2 separate regions of the Triticum aestivum genome follow, and region 1 is linked to region 2. Evidence: chromatin contacts called from public Hi-C data. All regions are on one chromosome and are shown on one strand. Each heading gives the region's core, a stretch centred on a gene start, on an enhancer-like site or on the middle of the called end of the contact. The rest is flanking DNA. Distances are from core to core; before and after follow the strand shown. Region 1 has its middle 200 kb from the start of LOC123103890. Region 2 holds the start of LOC123103890 (zinc-finger homeodomain protein 9).

What was found. Hi-C and Micro-C count contacts between places; a contact is called where the count stands out from the background.
Region 1: a contact with region 2 is called in a Hi-C map of leaf, with 2.3 times the contacts expected there. The contact joins the enhancer-like site here to the promoter of LOC123103890 in region 2. A contact is called at or near these places in 3 of 5 Hi-C or Micro-C datasets (leaf and an unstated tissue).

Annotation. Positions count from the first base shown.
Region 1 is chr5A:443,656,561-443,659,260 of IWGSC CS RefSeq v2.1, forward strand. No RefSeq gene overlaps it. Among protein-coding and RNA genes, the nearest start is that of LOC123103890, 200 kb to the left of the region's middle. Within about 2 kb of position 1,416, at least 1 of the 8 cell types and tissues checked has an H3K27ac peak or open chromatin away from gene starts, as enhancers often do. A contact at or near this core is called in leaf, where this site is marked.
Region 2 is chr5A:443,458,709-443,461,729 of IWGSC CS RefSeq v2.1, forward strand. LOC123103890 (zinc-finger homeodomain protein 9) reads left to right here and starts at 1,584. Exons shown (of 1, transcript XM_044525587.1): 1 at 1,584-3,021. The coding sequence starts at 1,781. The coding sequence ends at 2,932.

The sequences.
Region 1 (2,700 bases), core at 166-2,665, 200 kb after region 2:
CGGCTACGTAGTCGGCACGCCCCCACCGCATGATGCCGGGGCCCGACGAAGAGGAGTGTCTCCTCCAGTGGGTGTACCGTCGGGCACTTACCACAGCGGAAACGGACGGGCGTTGGCTCTGGAGGATCAACACCAAGCATCTCTGGCTCGGCATTGAGCAGTCCGAGCAGGAGGCGGCGGCAGAGGCAGAGGCGGCGAAGGTGACCAAGCTCAAGCGCAAGCAGGAGCGCAACGTCCGGCGCTTGAAGGGCTACATCGTCATCTCTGATTCCTCCTCCGACGAGGGTCCGATTCCGACAGCTCCAACATCGACCCATGTCCTGCCGCGGACGCCTACAGGAGCGCCGACGACTAGAAGGGCAAAGGGCCGGCAAGGAAGTGATGAAGCTCCGCCCTCTCATATCTAGTTCGTAGTATCTACCTCCTAGTGTCTAGTTAGCATTTGCCGGACAGTTTGAACTGTGTGAGCTACGACTGATCTTTTGGTGTTGTTTATATCTGAATTTATGCTTGTTCGCTATCGGTTTAGAGTCCGTTTCCAGTTGATTTTGTCCGTCTTGTGATCTACGTACTACACTGCATGATTTTGTATGGATATAGAATGTCGGATATAAAATACACGGCTATGAACGCATGGGTGCGTTGGGACACGTCCGCGGACGTTTAGGGTGCCGGATTTGACAAGTCCGGCTGTAAATGGTGTGGTTACAACGGTGCACCATCGAGGGCTGTGCAACCGTAAGTTGACACCCTAGTAACAATTTTTTTTGATGTGACCCTAGTAACAAAACTTAGGTCAATTCCGTTGACATTTAACCTAAGCAAAGCGGGGTCTAATTAATTCATACCATTTGGAACTATGGCCCCCCAGCCTTTCATGCAGCGCGCCTGCTGCCGCATTCACCTCGTGTCGTGCATCCACTAGAATCTGACACCACACATGCTCATGTACTTCCCATCATGAAATCCATTTCCTGTCCTGCCCGCTCCACCATGCAGCCCAAGGCTCGCTGGCTATTCGCTACTGAATCACAGACGATCTAATTACTTACGTACCACTCTACTACACACGAAACAAACAGCACCCCGTCACACCAATTTGAACGGTGACATGGTTGGTGATGGTAGCCGTTGGCGAGGCTACGAGCTTACCCCAGGCCATGACCATGGCCCATGGCTTCTTCTCCATGGAGTCCGTTGGAGTTCATTGAATGTTAATGCCGTGTCAGCCTAAGCCACCTCCCGAGCTACTACTAGTGGTGGTACTAGACGAGACCTCATAAATCCTACCGCTTCGTTTTAGCCGATACCAGTTCCTGGACGGGTTTTTGGTAGACCGGGGTACGGGCTAGCTTGTTTTGGCGAGACAGCGCTGACATGCGGGGCGTGGGCGGCAAGTGCAGCGATGGGGGCCCCTGTGCCGGTGGCTGTTGATCAGCATTCAACAGTAGCTAGCGAGGAGGGTCGAGAAATGAGAACACTGCATGCGTGGGAAGCGGCTAAACGGATCCAGGACGAAACGCCGTTTTGACTTTGAACATGTCAATAAAGGCTACCCACCATGATCGCCTCATCACCGACGTACGTAGCGCCTTGTTTCCGTTAAAGCACCCTCTACTTTTTGACTCCCAAGCACCTAACATCTGATCGGCACTGGTTAGTTCTAAGCACATTTGGCACGGTTTTACTTCTCGAAAAATATTTTGTAGTAACACTCACGAAAATAGTTTCTGGACATTTAAGACTGCCGCCGTAAAGCTAAAGATTTGGCAAAATAGTGTGAGCCTGTTGTAGCTAATTTTTAACTTAATTAGCGGTATCTTTAGCTAAGAACAAGCATGATAATATTAATATAAAATGGATCGGGTATAATGGCGGCTGGGTAATCATTGGGACACTGAGCGCCATCCACATGCTTGCTTGGAGCGTCATATGCATGGACCGTCGTGCACGCTGCCTTTATCATGGCAAGGCAACCCCCCTCAAAGCTCCAAACCTAAAAGCGCATCTAATCTAGTGATGGTGATGGGCCAGAGTGATGCTATGGCATCACCCATATCATCATTAGGTATTTAGTCTTTCACACTAGTAACTCCATAGCAGGCTAGCTAGCATGCAGATCAAGAGCCGTGTCAGAAAGATGCTTCCCTCCCGCAAAGGATTTCCCTTTGGTGTCTACTCGTATAATTGGACGGGCGGCGTACAAAATTTTCGATCTGCGTGACGACCAAATGGGAAAGAAAGAAACACGGCCTTTAAATTGTTATCCGCCATGATTATCCTTGCAAATTTTATTTTCCATGACATGATATCGCTTGAAATTATGTGGAGCGACTGAAGGTATGATCCTGCTTGTGATTTACGCCATAATCGGAACCATTTGTCAATCAGTGGCTAGGGTAATACGTACTGGCTAGGAGTATCTGTATCCATCGCGTATCTTGGAGGAAAAGCTTGTGGTGTCACACTTGCTGTAGCTATCGCGTATTTCAGGGACATGTAATGCGTATGGTTTGCCATATATAGTTTTCGTGCACATCTACTTGACTGCTACGTGCGCAGACGACGTTGGGGGGGGAAGGGAAAGGGAAAGGGACATACATTGATAATAAATGTTACTGCTAATTAGAGAAAGCACATGAATTGTTAGGGCCTCTATAAAATGAAAGAAGTCTGGACCTTTTGCTCGCAAAGACATAC
Region 2 (3,021 bases), core at 334-2,833:
TGCATGTCTCTAGTGTTTGATGTTACCAATGATAGTGCAATTCAATGTTTAAAGAAAGGTCACTTTGTTATGGCGGCGAGATTTGTGATAAACAATGAATTTTTTTATGCTAGTTATATATTCCCGCAATTGCCAAACGTTATTGCTTCTTAAAGTGGTTCACATTTTTTTTTTCTTAATCACATAGCTTAGATGGAGACTTAGGGGGAAATCAACATTGTGTCACTAGAGTTTACTATTGTTTATGGCAAATAATATTTTTCTTATGCGCTTGAGAATTATAGGCAAATATTGATGTTGTGCTTTTGAGGTCTTCAATAGTTGGATTGTTATCTGTGTACTATGGCTTCCAAATTTGCTATAGTCGGCAGAAGTTAATGAAAATGGTTTACAAGTTCAGTGTACTCTCTAATGACGCCAATGACAACTCAATCTTGAGTTATGGTTTATACATCTCTTGACTGTATAATTATGTACGTCAATAATAGCTCAATGGAAGGTAACAATTTGCATGTTTCTTGATTTTATAATTGCGCGATGACATCTCAATCCAGGGTAATGATTTATATGTTTTCAAATTGTCTTATTACGCTAGTGACAACTCAAATACCGTGTAACATTAACATGTTTCTTCATTATTTGTGACACAAGCGACATCTCATATCCATGGCTATGCAAAACCGACACTTCTTATATGGTGTTGAAATTTTCTATAGCAACTGAAAATGTGTTATGCTAAGTTAAATGTATTGAAATTAGCTATGCTCGATGCTTAAATGGGTTTGATGTTTTCTCACATAACCACAGAATGTTGCAAAAACTACATTATGTTATTGCAATTTGTTATGGCTTGTGGCAAATATATCACATATATACACGTATCCGCTTGAGGGAAACATAAGTGGTGATTATAATTGAATACGGGGGTTATATCCCAAGATTGATGATTGTGTTTTGAGATTTACATTTGTTGGTTGGAAATGCATTATTTGCATTATGGTTTTAAGATTTGCTATTGTTTGTAACTTTCGATAAGAACAGTTTGCACGTTTTCTTACTTGATCACATAGTATGTAGCAACTTCAAATCCAAGTTAAGGGAGAAACCGCATTTTGTTTTCCAGATTTGTTGTGGCCAGTGATAATTGGTGTTTCATCGTGTTATTTGTATACTTAACCCATACTTATCACAGTATGTATTCTGTGGTTGGTCACAAATGTGTTTGGCAGTGCATGCTTACTAATTTGTACTACCCAATTGATGAAAAACATACATTGACAGCTCAAGTTAGGGACAAATGTGCAACAGTGGTGTACACGCGTCGCCTCCATCTCCGTGATGATGCGCGAAAACGAGGGAGGTCAAACAAAAACGGCCGGATTTCGGTGGCGCCCGTCTTGATTGATCCTTGGATCAGCGGTCCATGTGTTACTCCTGGGCGGTGACGGTGTGACGCGGGATACAGATGCACCTGCAACCGATTCAGCACAGTGTGTCGTCATGATCTAATCTATCTATCTACATATCTCTACGATCTTTGGGAAATTTCTCTTTTGTGTGTGTGTGTATGCTCATCTCATCACTAATGGCATGGATTAATGGGGCTTCGTCTTTGAGCGTCGCCGTCGCCCTTTTTATACTCTTATCTCCTCGCCCTGGCCTCGCTTCACATCCTTACCTGTAGTTTTCCTCACTCCCTTGACCCCCGCCCGTCCCTAACTAAAGCCACTAGCGGTAGTAATCCTTGTCAAGCCGGGTGACACCGCGGAGGGAGCGGAGCATGGAGGCCATGGACGTCAAGTACCGGCCGGCCCTCTACCCCAACGGCTCCGTCAAGAAGCTCCGGCAGGCGGCCGCGCCGCCGCCGCCGCCGGTGGAGGCCGTGCCCACGTACAAGGAGTGCCTCAAGAACCACGCGGCGGCCATCGGCGCGCACGCCGTCGACGGCTGCGGCGAGTGGATGCCCGTGGTGGAGCTCAACACCGCCGACCCGGCCTCGTATAAGTGCGCGGCCTGCGGCTGCCACCGCAACTTCCACCGCCTCGTGATGGTGGAGGGCTCGCCGCCGCCCCCGCCCCCGCCCCCGCCGGCCCTGCTGCCGGCGCCGCCCGTGCCCATGCCCATGCCGGCCACCGTGCTCCATGGCCTGCGGCAGCGCGCGCACGGGCATGAGACGCCGGAGGACCGGCTCCCGGGCGTCGACGGCGACGACTCTGACTCCGACTCGGATGGCTCCGAGTACGACGACGAGCGCTCCGTCTCCCCGCCCCAGCACCCTCCGCCCGCGCACCTCCCGGCCCCGGTGGCGCAGCAGCCGCCGCCGTACATCTCTTCCGCGCCACACCCGCACATGCTGCTCTCTCTCAACTCCAGCGCGCCGGGGGCGCCGCAGGGCCAGAGCAGGCTCCCCGCCCAGCTCTCGCCGGCGACGGCGCCGCCGCCCCACGGGATGATGCCGGCCAGGAAGCGGTTCCGCACCAAGTTCACCGCGGAGCAGAAGCAGCGGATGCAGGAGCTGTCGGAGCGGCTGGGGTGGCGGCTGCAGAAGCGCGACGAGGGCGTGGTCGACGAGTGGTGCCGCGACATCGGCGTCAGCAAGGGCGTCTTCAAGGTCTGGATGCACAACAACAAGCACAACTACCTCGGCGGCCACAGCGCCCGCCGCAGCGCCTCAGCCGCGGCCTCCTCCGCCGCGACCACCCCCACCGCCCCTGCCGCCGGCGGGCCATTCCGTCTCGCCCCGGCCAGCCCCGCACCAGGAGCGCCATTCAACCCCTCCGCCAGCCACAGCTCCCCGGCCCCCACGGGCACGGGCTTCAACATGAACGGTACCGCCTCCTCCGCCTCCACCGCCACCACCACCGCCACGCCCACCCCCATCTTCGCCGCCGGCCGCAAGCTGAACGGAGCCTCATCGCCGCAGTCGGCGTGAGCTAGGGAGAGCAGAGGCAGAGAAGAAGGAGAGGGAAGGAGAAAGGCAAAGACATTTAGCTTTCATTTCAGTTATCATTGCATTACTTT